3 separate regions of the Sus scrofa genome follow, and all the other regions are linked to region 1. Evidence: chromatin contacts called from public promoter capture Hi-C data. All regions are on one chromosome and are shown on one strand. Each heading gives the region's core, a stretch centred on a gene start, on an enhancer-like site or on the middle of the called end of the contact. The rest is flanking DNA. Distances are from core to core; before and after follow the strand shown.

What was found. Promoter capture Hi-C pulls out the DNA fragments that hold promoters and counts their contacts.
Region 2: a promoter capture Hi-C map of fetal skeletal muscle shows a contact between it and region 1, with 4 times the contacts expected there. The contact joins the promoter of EFS here to the promoter of NGDN in region 1. A contact is called at or near these places in 1 of 5 promoter capture datasets (fetal skeletal muscle), 1 of 47 Hi-C or Micro-C datasets (epiblast stem cells) and 1 of 2 datasets of contacts at active chromatin or transcription factors (skeletal muscle).
Region 3: a promoter capture Hi-C map of fetal skeletal muscle shows a contact between it and region 1, with 5 times the contacts expected there. The contact joins the promoter of PABPN1 here to the promoter of NGDN in region 1. A contact is called at or near these places in 4 of 5 promoter capture datasets (fetal liver, fetal skeletal muscle, liver and 1 more), 18 of 47 Hi-C or Micro-C datasets (adipocytes, brain, embryonic fibroblasts and 11 more) and 2 of 2 datasets of contacts at active chromatin or transcription factors (alveolar macrophages and skeletal muscle).

What each region holds. Positions count from the first base shown.
Region 1 is chr7:75,625,819-75,630,809 of Sscrofa11.1, reverse strand. NGDN (neuroguidin) reads left to right here and starts at 1,363. Exons shown (of 11, transcript NM_001244788.1): 1 at 1,363-1,403; 2 at 1,758-1,817; 3 at 2,421-2,492. The coding sequence starts at 1,392.
Region 2 is chr7:75,717,947-75,722,803 of Sscrofa11.1, reverse strand. It overlaps EFS (embryonal Fyn-associated substrate), which reads right to left and starts at 2,771. Exons shown (of 5, transcript XM_013978208.2): 1 at 354-2,771. The coding sequence starts at 596.
Region 3 is chr7:75,753,885-75,758,349 of Sscrofa11.1, reverse strand. It overlaps PABPN1 (poly(A) binding protein nuclear 1), which reads left to right and starts at 1,828. Exons shown (of 7, transcript NM_001243548.1): 1 at 1,828-2,186; 2 at 2,547-2,661; 3 at 3,396-3,463; 4 at 3,762-3,868; 5 at 4,410-4,465. The coding sequence starts at 1,836.

The sequences.
Region 1 (4,991 bases), core at 114-2,613:
TCTACCCTGGTTGCTGAGATATGGAAGCTATTCCTTGCTTAATTCCAGAAGATGGTTCCAAGTCAAAGAAATCACTTTTCCAGTCTTAGGTCAGCTCCACAGTTGCAGGTAAAATTCAAGACCATGATTCTCCCCTGTGGTGCTTATTTCCCAAGGCAGACCATGGAACTATTAATGCCCATCCAGTTGATTTTATCAGCCTGTAAGATGTGGGAGTGAGATGACATTTTTCCAAGTATTTCGAAGGGTTCCTTTAATGGCTCCGCAGTAATGAGCCCTACTTCAGTATCCATGAGGATGCGGTTCCATCCCGGGCCTCGCTCAGTGGGTTGCCCTGAGCTGTGATATGGGTCTCAGACGCGGGCTTGGATCTGGCATTGCTGTGGTGTAGGCCAGTGGCTACAGCTCCGATACGACCCCCAGCATGGGAACTTCCATATGCCCCGGGTGTGGCCCTAAAAAGACAAAAAAAAAAAAAAAAAAAAGAAAGAAAGAAAGAAAAAGAAGCATTTGAAAATCTTTCAAAGAAAAGATGAGGCAAAACATGGTGAAATTCCATGCATAGGCTGAGTTTGCACCAGGTTCTTCAGGGACCCCTGTGACCAGGGGAAAATCTCCTAACTCTGAACTGCCTTCCTCAATTGTTAAACGTCTTCCTCTTCATCTCCCCAAACTGGTAGGAGGAGTGTTGGGGCAGCACCCATGGTATCTTTACACAGTGCCCCCAAGTGCGCAGGAAGCAGGTGAGTGACCTTATTGTACGTGTCTAAACTCTGGCTCTGGGCTTCTCTGGGCCAAACTCTCGTACGTCCAGATGAAAAATGCTCAGATATGGAAGGATTTCTCCAAGATCACACAAAGGCCTTGCGGGTCTGTGAGGTGTCTGGCAAGGCCTACATTGGAACAGCCGCTTGGAATGGCGGTTCCATAAGTGGCCACCTTCTTAGACCAAAGCCAAGGCCTGTCACCTAGCGGCGGATTCTGACAAAGCAACGGAAACATCGGGAAAAGAGTCCGGGTACTGCGGCATTCAGGAGCCAATACGCTCTCAGCTCGCGCAACTAACTCCTTTTTTTATTGGACCTTTCCAACAGTCAATCAATCACTTTCTCAGTTTTTATTGGCTTAGCTCCAATCAGTCTACTCAATCTACGAATCAAACGCTTCTTTCCAAGAGCATCTTTAAGTGGTGAGAGCACCTCCTAAGTCTGACGAATTTAGCCAGTTCTTCTATTTCATTGGCCGGTCCCGGCCCTTCCTCTCGTACATCCTGTTCGGGCCGGAAGTAAGAGAGCCCCCATTCCTATTGGCTTAGATTTGCAAGCCAGTTAAGTCCATCAAGACATCAGCTCTCAGGAAGTACGGTTCCGGAAGGGGCGGGTTTTGTGAAGATGGCGGCGCCGGTAAGTGTCGTGTGTATCCTTCCTAGGCTTGCTGTTGTGGACGTTTCTTTTCCCCGCAGTGGTTTGAGGCAAATTATTGACGCGAGGGAAGCGTGGTGATGAAAGTTGCTTCAGGGAGGCGTTCTTCCTGCCACAGCGGGACAAAAACAGTAATAGGGAGACGGGGTTGGGGGTTACAGCTTCTTTCCAGTAACGTGAGGGGCCGGCCGGCTGTGAGGCGAGGCTGCTTGTATACCACAGTGAGAAGGCAGGAAGTCTGGGATGTTTGAAGGAGAGAGGGGACTTTTCCACCACAGACGTCAGGTCTTATAATCCTAAGGAAAGAATGGCTTTTCTTTTTTCTCCCTTCGGTAGGAGGTGCTGGAGTCGGACCTGCCAAATGCTGTGGCACTTTTGAAAAACCTTCAGGAACAGGTGAGTAATGGCACCCCTTTGGAATAGATTAGTATTAGTCACTGATGAGCTTTGACTTTGTGTGCCTCACTTCTAAACTTTGGTGATTTGGGAGCGTATGTTTGAATAACCAAATACCATAAGAGCAAAATGATTTAATGCAAACCTTTTCAGGCTACAATGAAAAGTAATTGATTTCTGCCTCTGAAAGAATACAAAAACTCCAGGAAAAAAGCAAATGAATCAGTTTCTTTTGTTCTTATAGCTAAGGAAACTGAGAGAGGTGATATAGTTTACCATTTGAGTGCCCAGATAATATACTTTTATATAATTCTATGTATTTAAAGTTCAGTCTGTACAAAGCTACAGTGTTCTCATCCCTTTCCCATGGTTTGGTAAGATGGTCTCTTTACCTTTTTAAAGAAGTAGAAAGTTTTTTCTGTCTTTTGAAGAAGTATCAAAAGCTGTTTCTTCTGTTTTCCCAGAACTGAAAATAAGAGAGTGATGTACTTTAGGCAGTGTTCCAGATAGTTTTTAGGTGGCATTGTTTAGCTTTTGCCCTTCACAGCTCACAGAGATGACCTGATGTATTCTAGTCAGTTGTTTTGTTTGGATTAATTTCAGGTGATAGCTGTCACTGCACAAGTGCAAGCCCTGACCAAAAAAGTTCAAGCTAAGGCCTTTCCTACAGAAAAGGTAAGACAATTGAAGAGCAAGCATCCTTTGACTTGATGGTTTTTGTTTTGTTTTGTTTTTACATCTGCACCTGGGCATATGGATGTTCCTGGGCCAGGGGTTATATTGGAGCTACAGCTGGGGCCTAAGGCATAGCCATGACAACACCAGATCCTTAACCAACTGAGCAAGGCCAGGGATCAAACCCACATCCTCACAGAGACAGTGTTGGGTCCTTAACCCACTGAACCACAATGGGAACTCCTGACCTGATGTTCTCAGCAGTTCTTTCCATTGTAGATTAATGAGTATCTTTTGTGTCCTAAGTGCTGGAGCTTCGAAGATGAGTAAAATCCAGTTTCTGTGCTGAAGTCTAGTAGAGGAGGCAGGTGAAAGCAATAGGTATAAGCGGTAGCAGTCATGTTGACTCATGATGAGCGGCTGTGCAGGCTGAGGAGTGAGGTTAAATAATTACCAGAGGAGCAAAGGAAGTTAGGGCGTTTCAAAAGAGGTAATGGAATTGTGAGAAATAAATGGGAGTCAGAGGGACAGAAAGAAACAACGTGTGCAAATTTACAAAGACGTAAAAGCATGGTGATATTCTGGGAAAGGAGGTAAGTCATGTAGGGTGGTTGGCTGTACATTTTGTGTGTGTTGGGGTGGAAAGGGTAAGAAAATAAAACTGGAAGAGTAGTCATTTTGTGTAAAGTGCTTTGTAAGCCAACTGAGGAGTTACTGTTGTATTTCATTTAATTTAAAATACTGTTAATTGGGGATATATCACTTAATATATTAAGAAAAAAATGCTGCTCTTTAATCTATGCCATAATGCTAAGATATCATTGATTTAAAGATGTATCCTGACTTCAGGGATGTCAAAATGTCAAGATGATGTGTATCTTAAAATTAAATATGGTAGTTTTCAAATTTAGATCTTGTAGAACCTTCTCAGGGAATCACTGGGTACGGGGCAATATAGAAGGTCTCTGGATCCCTCATACCTGCTTGAACTGGAAAATTTGGGTGTTACCTATTTTGTGTATTGAGCTTTCTCCTAAAATATTTAAGCAAAATATTCAACAGAAATATGAAAATCATTATCATTAATAAAAATCATTGATGGATTTTTAAGCATGAGATTTATAGCAGATTTGTGTTTTAGAACGATAGCTAAGTGAATTTTTGATGTATCTTCATTTGCCTTTTTTTCCTCATTATTCATTTTAGTTGACTTTTTTTGTTTTTGGCATTTTAGGACCGTACCTGCAGCACATGGAAGTTCCCAGGCCAGAGTGGAATTGGAGCTGCAGAGCTGGCCTCCGCCACAGCCAGAGCAACATGGGATCTGAGAAGTCTTTGACCTTCACCACAGCTCACGGCAATTCCAGATCCTTAACCCACTGAGTGAGCCCAGGGATCCAACCTACATCCTCATGGATACTAGTCAGTTTTGTTACCACTGAGCCACAATGGGAACTCCTGACCTTTCCTGTCATGTTCCCCCCCCCCTACACACACACACACACACACACCTTTTTTTTTTTTTTTTTTTTTTTTTTTTTAAGGGCCGCACCCACAGCATATGAATGTTCCCAGGCTAGGGAGCTAATTGGAGCTGTAGCTGCGGACATGTGCCATAGCCACCACAACATGGGATCTGAGCCACGTCTGCGACCTACACCACAGCTCATGGCAACACCAGATCCTTAACCCACTGTTCAGGCCAGGGATAGAACCTGAGTCCTCATGGATACTGTCGGGTTTGTTAATCACTGAGCCACAACGGGAACTCCTTGTTTCTCATTTTTCAATCTTTGCTTTTTATTCCTTGTTTTTCTCTCATTCACTTGTAACCCATTTTGAACTTGACAGTGCCCAAGCATGTCAGAAGAGCCTATTTCTCAAATTCTTGGCTGTCTTTTTTTCTGAGTGCCATGCTTTGATCCATTCTAACACCTTTTTGAGTTGGGCTGCTCTTTTGTATTTTAGATCACTATATGTTTGTTGAACAGATATTTATTAACTTTCAGGATCGAAGACTTTTAGTAGGTGCTTTACTGGTTACAAAGTGCTCTCACATCTTATTTGAGCCTCATAATTACTTTTGTGGGCAGGAAAAGAAAGGAAAGGAGACTGAGGTAATAATTTACCCACTATTTGACTATTGAATGCCTAATTCAAAGTTAAACTTGATTTGTCTCTCTTTAAATCCTTTCCTTGTCCTCCTGTGTCATGCTAGCATTGATCGCAAGAGCTTAGCATGTTGATTTAAAGATGCCCAGGGCTTGGTTTTTCGAGTCAGACTGAGTATGAATCGCAGCTGTACTCCTATAACTGTGTAATTTTAGGTAGAGTATATAACCTGTCTGAAATAGGTCTCCCACAGGCTGTGGTCTTTTTCATTTTCATTTTATTCAGTCACGGTGACTTTTTAAAAAAACTGTAAGTCTGCTTACACATGTAACTTTTTTTATTTAAAATAATAAATTAGGATTTTCTGCTAGTAAGTGTGAGACACTT
Region 2 (4,857 bases), core at 1,522-4,021, 91 kb before region 1:
CTTCAATCACAAGCCCCTGCCAACAGCCAGTGGCCATCTGTTCCTGTGGCCACCGCAAAGGAGTAGCTAGGATTCAGGCTTGCCCCCTCCCTTCCTTCCAGGCACAGCCTCTAGAAAGAAAAAAAGGAGGATGGGGAGGGGGAAGGGAGAAGGGGAAACCAGACCCAGAAGGAGCTTGGGACGAGGAGTAAGAGGGAGTGAGGGAAACAAAGTGCCAGGAGGGGGACACAACCACCTAGAGAAGCAAGAGACCAAGGAGCCAGACAAAGAGAAGGCAGAAATCAAAGTGACAGGAGTGCAGGACAAACTGTGGAGGTCTCTGCCCAGCAGTCTCCTCTCTCTGGTGGACTCACCGACGTGGCTATGGCCATGGCCTTGGCCTTCCGCGTGGCCAGCTCCAGGCCAGGCTGTTTCGCTGACTTCAGCAGCGGCTGCCCCACACCATGGAGGCGGCCCCCAGCAGCGGCGCCTGAGTCGTGGCCTCCGCGGAGGTTGGAGGAGGAAAAAGAAAACCCACAAAACTCCCCAAATGGGAGGCAGCTTGGTCGGGCAGGAGGAGGAGCGGGGCGGGCCAGGGCGTCGCTGCGGGACCTCATCCAAGGGCGCGCGCTCTGCACTGTCCCGCGGCCTCCCGGGGGCCGCCGGGTGGGCCAGGCCGGGGAGCTGCCTGCCCTAGGCCGCGGGGGCACCCCGGGTCCGCATGGGCCCAAACCTCCCTTCCAGGGCCGGGAAAGGAGAAGAGGCGGGAGCTGGGGCTGCGCCTCGACGCCTCCCCGGGCCGCTCAGGACGGCCCCGAGGGCAGGGAGAAGCTGCCGGGACGGTCGGGCTGGACGAGCGAGTTTAGGAGCCAACCCTCCTTAGCCGGGAGCCGGCCTGGAGTGCGGTGCTCCTGGGGCTGGGGTCCGGCGCCGAGGGAGGGCGGAGGGATCAGGACGGAGACGTTCGTCCCTCTTTAAACTCTTCCGAGTTGCTGAGCGGAGGCCAGGCTGGCGCCGAAGGGCTCTGAGACCGCGGCCGCTGGGGAGGCGGGTTCCCACGCAGGCACACTCGCCCGGGGATCTGGGGGCGCGGCGACGGCGCCTCGCCACCCGCGCGAGGGCCCGGCTCGAAGGGGCGGAACGGCCTTCCCCACGCGCCAGAGGGGCCCACCCGCCCCTCTCCAGCCCTCAGCCCCCTGGCCCTCGGAACCAGCCCCCTCGTCCTGCTCACTCGCACCCTTTGTGGGGCCGTTCCGCGCGCCCCAGGGCTCGGGGCAGCCCAGGTGTCTCTGGGAACCGAGAGAAAGGCCACAAAGCAAAAGAAGGACCAAAGAGAATGCGAAGGAGGAGCAGGGACCAGGGTCCTGCGGACTCGCCTGAAGGTGGGGTTTGGGGGACACTGAGACGACTAGGAAGGCTCCGGGGGGAGGGGTGGCGCGTGGCCCCGAGGCTCACCCCCGGCTCGCAGCTCCCTTTCCCTCCCCTTCCCGGGCTCCCGGCGCCCTCTCAGTGCAGCTCCTCTCTCCTCCCCTCGGGCCCTCTCCGCTCCGGCGCGGGGCTCAGTCCCAGGGATTAAGAGAAAGGAGGGAGGGGAAAAGGGAGGGGAAGAGAAGGGGCGGAGGGGAAAGGGGGACGTTCCCTCTAAAGGCGGGTGTTGAGTTTCAGCTCAGGACCCTCGGGCCAAATTGCACGCCCCCTCCTGGCTCCTCTCCCCGGCGCCTGCTCCTGCCCGACGTCGCGGCGGACCTCCCGGTGGTCTGGTTCGCTCCCTCCGGAGAGCTTTCCTCTCCCGGTCACGCTCCTGTTCTCCCCCGCCTGCCCCGCGCCTCTCTGCCCGCCTTTCAGTAGCCCCACATCTGTCTTTCCCGTGGGAGGGAGCGCGCCTCTTCCGTCTTTCTGGGGTCCTCCGCGGAGCCGCTCCACTCTCTTGGCTTGGCCTCTCTCTGCGGGGGAGGCAGGTCGCGGGGCTGGGGCTGGACACGGATTCTGGACCTGAGGAGAGAACGTGCTGCCTGAGCGTCGGGTCCCAGAGCTGCCGCCCCGCCGGTCGTGCCGCCTCAGCCAGTCCGGGCCTGTCCCTCGCCGTCACTCTGGCTCACTCCTGCTGCCAGGAGGAGGAGAACTGAGGACAGCGGATAGGACTCTTTCAGAGGAGCTGCGTTCTGGCCCCTCAGGAGCTTCAGCAGAAAGGGCGGGGCTCTGGGGTCCCCACACCTCTCCTGCCCTATTACTTACTGCTCCTTTGTGGGCGCAACTTCCCTCCACCTAGCCCCCACTCCGCGTTCTTCCTTTGGGGGCATACATCAAGGCCCCTCAGAAACTCCAGAGAACCTTCCTTCTTCCGTTTTTGAGCTTCCTGGAATTTAAAAAGTGAGATGCCAAACAGGATTGAAAAGCTGTGGTATATTTTCAATGTTTACATTTAGCGCATTAACACTTCAAACACGTGAACAGACAATGGCTCTGTGTAAAACCTCATTTGGCGATAACATCAGAAGTCTAATTTAAGGCGCTTTGTGAACTTGAGGCCTTGGATAGAGGCTCCCTACCTTTCCTCCCACCTACCAGCACCCCCCCACCCCACATTCCGGGCCCACGTGTCCGTGTCCAGGTAGGTGGGAGGAAAGGTAGGGAGCCAGTAGGGGAGGGGGGATACCTGCCCCAGCTCCATCCGACCCCCTCATTGCTTGGGCACCTATGAACAGACTCAGACTCTCTTAGGATGGGAGAGGAACTTTATTTTGCTTTTTAGGGCCACACGTGTGGCTTATGGAAGTTCCCAGGCTAGGTTGAATCCAGGCTGCAGCTGCTGGCCACAGCAATGGCAGATCCGAGCCCTGTCTTAGACCTACGTCAGAGCTCACAGCAATGCCAGATCTTTAAACCACTGAGCGAGGCCAGGGATCGAACCTGCATCCTCATGGATACTAGTCAGATTCCTTTCCTCTGCGCTGCAACAGGAACCCTGAGAGAGGAATTTTTAAATTTACAGATGCATCTGAAGAGAGAGCTCCCCCATTCCAGCTCCAGCCTGATGCAGCTTCTTCCAGACCACAGCCCTGGGGGGTCTGGCTGCCTGGAATTTAGCAGCTGGAGAATGACTTGGCATGACCACTGCCCAGGGGGCTGCCAAGGCACAAGATGGAGGTGGGGCTCAAGATGGAGGTGGGCAGGAAACCCAGTTCCCAAAGATGACCGCTCTGACTGGCACAAGGGGAAAATAGATGGAAGCCAGAAAAGACTAAGCAGGAAGGAAGTGCTGGCAAAACGGTGGTTTGAAATGTGGGCATTGAGGCCCTGTGCCTGCGGCTAGGTGACTGGGGAGCCGAGTGCAAACCTGCAGGAAAACAAGTCTGTGTTTCTGGAGTGCTCAGGCAGGGAGTGGAGCCAGTTAGACTCAGGAGTGAATCCTGTTTTGTCAGCTGGGTGACCTTGGTCAAGATCTGCAACATCTCTGTTGCTCAGTTCCTCATCTGGACAGCGACTTTGGTGAGTAAATATGTGTAAAGTCCATGGCACAATGGCTCTTCCTCTTCACCTTGGCTCTGCATGGCTCCCCACTCCCCCCACAGCTTGAACCTTGGTGAGAGCTCAAAGTGTTTGTTGAGGGCAGGAGGAGACTTCTCCCTGTTCTTAGGCCTCATCTCTGCCCTCTTGTTCCCAAACAAAAGTTTAACATGATTCTGACTTGTTCAGGGAGGGTTCTGAGCCCCAGGTTAGTTTGGGTGGGTTGCTAAGACCCTGCCTCAGACAGGAGGGCCCTCAGCTTCAGGCTTGTCTTTGCCATTCTTCAGGGGGTAGGAAGGAAGGAACCTCTCCATTTGGCCTTCTGGGTCCCAGTCTTCTCTTCCAATCTTGTCCCTTCCCAGCAAGGCCAAGCTCATCCACAGCTGGTCTCGTCCTCATGCCATTCCGTCATGACTTTCTTGACCTGTTCTTGTTCTTCTTGATTTGCGGAACATCTCAAGTGCTTATGAATTCTTCCAGTTCTCCTCTCTTTAGCCCCATTAGCATCCAGCTTCCCTGAGTTCTAATCCTGGTTCCAACCCTGGCAAAGTCCAACCTGGGCAAGCTATGTGACCTCTTGGAGCCTCAGGTTCCTTGTCCGTCAAGTAGGATAATAATGGAACGGAGGATTAAGAGAATCCTGAGAACCGTGCCTGGTCCATGATGTGTAAATGTTGGCTCAAAGCAAATCTTACTGTCATTTGATGCCAGCTCTATGGGGCAGCAGAAGGTCAAGGACATGGTGCCTGCCCTGAAGAAACTGCCATCACGTAGATCATGCTTGAATACAGTTGATACCTTCTCACTGACCCTGGGTAAAATCTAAATGTTCCACCACAGCCTGTAAGACGCTATGTGATCTGGTCCCTACCCATCTCTTCCCTTCACCCTTAGCCTTTGTTTTTCTAGCCATACTGTCCTTTCTGTTTCTCAAACATGCCAAGCTCTTCCACCTTTGGGTGGAATGTCGTGTGCCCTCTGCCTGGACCACTCTTGCCCCAGACCCTTTTCCATCATCATGTCAAATCCTGCATCTTTGGAGCCTTCCCTAGCTTTTTAAGCTAAAGGTGCCCCTTCTCACTACCCACTCCCCACTGTCCAGTAATTCCCTGTCTTCTAACACTGTTTCATTTTCTTCATAGCACTTATCATTATCAGAAATTATCTCACTTCCTTGTTTGCCATCTGTTTCCTCCTAAAACCTGAGATTCCTGATGCAGGGACCTTATCTGGATTGTCCTCCTCTGCATTCCTAGTAGCATTTAGAATGGTACCTGGTGGATAGCAGATGCTCAGTAAGTGTTTGACAAATGGATTGATGAACAGGGCAGCCACGACTGTTGGACAAAGCTGAGTAAGCCAAAGGCCTCG
Region 3 (4,465 bases), core at 579-3,078, 130 kb before region 1:
CCCAGACCACTGAAGCTGAGATGGCTGATGAAGTAATTTTCAGTGAAATTTTAAGCAACTGTGACTCTGCTCCAAGTTCCCCTATTCCTGAGGTAAGAATTTGTGTGATAAAATGAGGGTGTGGGGAAGAATGGGGTATACTGGGAAACTTTTGACTTTGGTTTGCTAATAGGAATCTCTTCTCATCCAAATCCCCCTACCCCAGCCATGCACATCCTGTCCAGGTTGTTTAACTATTTGGTTGAGCTCATGTGAATCTGGCTCTGAAACCGGTAGCTTGGTCTGGCTATAAATATCCCTCTTGCAAACTTAGCACCGCCGTTCCTTCCTTTTTAATAAATGAGTAGCATCACCCCTAAACTGTAGCAATCCTGCCTTCCAGGGCTAGGTCTCAGTGGTATCTCAAGAGTGCAGCAGTGCGGTGGAATTCCTCTAGGGTCTATAGGAGGGGCTGGGGGCTGGGAAAGCGTTGAAGATGAAGGGTGGCACCCAGATCCTCAGCCCATGCATCCTGTGGTCAACCATTGAAAACTATGTTCTAGGCATGTTGCCCCCATGGTGGAGGTGCAAATTTAGAGTCCAATCTCGTCTCCAAGCTCTTGCAAACTCTAGTTAGGAAAGGCAGCACAGAACACTCAAACGCACAGCGGAGGAAGGACCGCTTGTCAAGGGAGAAGACGGGAGGCTAGTGGAAGGCTTCCGCAGGGGAGGTGAAGACGGGGTTTGTAGCTGTCTGCTTGAAAAAGGACTGACTGCATGTAGAGGCACAGACCTGGGTGCAGATACACCCGCTGGAATGAAGATTGTGGAAATAACACCAAGTAGTCTGGTCCTGAGGTCTCTTAAGGCCTCAGCAAGGAATTTTAAGACTTTACCTGGCCAGCAAAGGGGAGCCAGTTCGGTCTGGTAGTGGTGTGGATTGAAATGGTGACACTGGAAGCTGACACATTAGGGAGTTGTAGCAAACATTCCAAGCAAGAGAAAAACAGGCTGAAACTGGGACATAAGCAGAATGCTTGGAAAGTATGCCTATGTAGGAAGACAGCACGGTTAGAACTTGTGACTGGTACTGGAGTGAGAATTCCTCCCTGCTTTCTGGTTTGGGGAGACCTAGTGCATAATGGTGCCAATAACCTGAGTGGGAAAGGTAAGCTCCTTCCTGGAGAGCGCCATTCGGAACCCTCCATTTCCAGCAACATCCCACCTACTGGGGCATTCCTGGTGCCCAGAAACAGGTTTCCAGAAACCGCCGCAGAGTTTCCGACCTCTGCCTTTCAAAAGTTCAACCTTGATACTGGCAACCAACAGTATCAAGATGGCGGCACCCTAAAGACTAGTCATGTGACCTAGGGTTTCCCTCGCTGGAAGCCGAGCAGTTCGTTTGGGGGCAAAGTTCACCTGTCACAAAACGGGGGTCAGCCCTTCGAATCTCGCGAGCCAGTCGGCGTTTGAGACTGGGCCACTCCGGCGAGGGGATCGCTAGATTGGTCCTTTCCACTCGCTCAGCCAGCGGCCAATCACGGAGCGCCATACTTTGCGGATCCGCCCGTAGGCGGGGGAGAAGCAAGAACGTCGTCACAGCGTGGCGGCATTGTTACCTAAGGGCTTGAGAGGAGGTGGTACGTGCGTTGATTGACAGACCGATTTCCCCTACCGGGATTTGAGAATTTGGGGCAATCCCCCGCCTTAGGGGTGGGGTCTTATTTGATTGCCAAGTAATATTCTCCAATGGACTCCTAGCTCGCCGTGATGGGCAGGCTGCTTGACTAATGAATCCTCGGCGTGGCCGGCGCAGCTCTCCAATCGTTGGGCGGCGGGCCCCAGTCTGAGCGGCGATGGCGGCGGCGGCGGCGGCGGCAGCAGCAGCGGGGGCTGCGGGCGGTCGGGGCTCCGGGCCGGGGCGGCGGCGCCATCTTGTGCCCGGGGCCGGTGGGGAGGCCGGGGAGGGGGCCCCGGGGGGCGCAGGGGACTACGGGAACGGCTTGGAGTCTGAGGAGCTGGAGCCTGAGGAGCTGCTGCTGGAGCCCGAGCCGGAGCCCGAGCCCGAAGAGGAGCCGCCCCGGCCCCGCGCCCCCCCAGGAGCTCCGGGCCCTGGGCCTGGCTCGGGAGCCCCCGGCAGCCAGGAGGAGGAGGAGGAGCCGGGACTGGTCGAGGGTGACCCGGGGGACGGCGCCATTGAGGACCCGGTGAGGGAAGGAGGGCGAGCGAGCAGGCCGGCGACCGGCCGGCCGGGTCACGGGAGGCCCAGAGCTCGGGCGAGCGGGAGGCGGGCGGGGGGTGGGGGTGGGCGGGGAATAACGTGGCTGGGGCCGGGCTGGGGACGCAGCATCGACCGCCAGAAGGGGCCCAGCCGGGTGGATTCGGACGTAATGGGTGTCTAGTGTTGTTCTAAAAAAGGTAGCTTGATTTTCTTTTTATCATGACCCTCGCGTGGGGCAAGGGAAATGGCAGAGCATGGCTGGGGCCGCGCGCCGATCGAGAGCAGGGCAAAGCCCCTGCGTTGGTTCCTCTTAAGCTCTTCTCCATACCCTCCCCACTCATTGTAGGAGCTGGAAGCGATCAAAGCTCGAGTCAGGGAGATGGAGGAAGAAGCTGAGAAGCTAAAGGAGCTACAGAACGAAGTAGAGAAGCAGATGAATATGAGTCCACCACCAGGCAATGGTGAGTAACTGGCGGTTACACGCGGATCCCAGGTTCTCGCATTGGAAGGGTTATGGGAGCACGGTTCATATGGGATTGGATGCTCCATACCTTGGAGCTGCTTGTCTGAGCAGTTATTGGGCAGGTGCCTCGGTCGTAGTCCGTTGTGTGTTTCTGACCTTTGTGAGACCGAGTCTGTTTTGGTGATGGTAGTCTTGTGCCTCCCTTTGTTCCTGTTACAAATGTGTTGCTCTTTGTTCTTAGTCTTTCTCTGCCCTTTGTGAAGGTTGCCAGCTGGCATTTGACCTTCAAGTCCAATAGTTCTCTCAGTTGGAGACCCTTTAGTTAGGAGTCTTAAGAGAACTGCTCAGCTTCAGGGGGCTTCCTCTCTAATCCAGAAACGTCCAATCTCAGCCCACTTAATTTTGTTCACTTTCCAGATCATTGCAACCAAAGCTATTCAATAGGGACTTGATTTGGGGTTGGGAGGGAATTCCTGTACTGTTGTGGTTTTTTTTAGTTTGTTTTTTTCTTTTAATGTATTGATCTCTTCTTTCGTTTGTCAAATATTTAATGAGCACCTACTGTATGCTAGACTGTTTTATTGTGTTCTAAGCAGTGGGAATAGGGGCTAGAATAGACCAAAATCTTTGTCTTTGCTAGTGGCGGTTGTGGTAATGGTGTGCATATATTGGCTAAGTAAAAAAAGGATTTTTTTCTGATTTTTTTTTTTTTTTTTTTTCCTTCCCTCATAGCTGGCCCAGTTATCATGTCCATTGAGGAGAAGATGGAGGCAGATGCCCGATCTATCTATGTTGGCAATGTATGTACTAGGACCTTGATTGAGGTTGGGGAAGCTCTTATTGTGGGGGGGATTATTTAATGGGAGTCTTGAATCATCTCCAGGATAGGTGGTGGTGGATTTAAGGAGTAGAGGGAGGGTTGGAATGAGGTGAAAGTTAATGGTGATTAGCAGAGGCCATGGGATTGGAAAGAAAAGAGTTCCTTAGAAAATAGAGTTAATTGCTTTGGTGTTTATAGGTGGCCTAGCCCAAAGGCTTGGCCAGTACTTGTTGAAATGGGAGTTTGCCCATTATCTGTGAGATGTACCCCCCCCACAGGTGGACTATGGTGCAACAGCAGAAGAGCTGGAAGCACACTTTCATGGCTGTGGTTCAGTCAACCGCGTTACTATACTCTGTGACAAATTTAGTGGCCATCCCAAAGGGTAAGTGAGGAAGTAAATTGACATTTTTTAACCATAATTTTATATTGAGCAGTAAGTTAAATGGATGTTAAAATAAGTGGTCTTTGTTTTTTAATGGTAATAGGTATTAGGATTTCACCTAATTGCCTTAAGAGATCCAACAGACAACTAAGATGGGGGCTGCATGTGGGTGGGATCTTGAACTGAATGGGGGGAGGCCAGCTTCTGCTTGGCTCCACCTTGTTCCACCATGTGGAAACCCAGGTTCTCTGTATCCTTTTAAAATAATCCAAGAATAGCTGCAAATTTTGATTAGACTCTTCTATTTGAAAGTTCAGAGGGCAGTTCCTTTGTGGCACAGCTGGTTAAAGAACTGCACAACTGGTGCAAGGTTTGATCCCTGGCTTGGGAATTTCCACATTCCCAAAGTTTCCATTTTTTTGGACAAATACGAATACATTGTACTCAAAGCCCGCCTGCAAGTTGAATTTGATCTCTGACTTCTGTTTGCAGTCTCAGATAAGCAGATTATAGTAGATAAAGTGACAATTATTGTTTTCAGGTTTGCATATATAGAGTTCTCAGACAAAGAGTCAGTGAGGACTTCCTTGGCCTTAG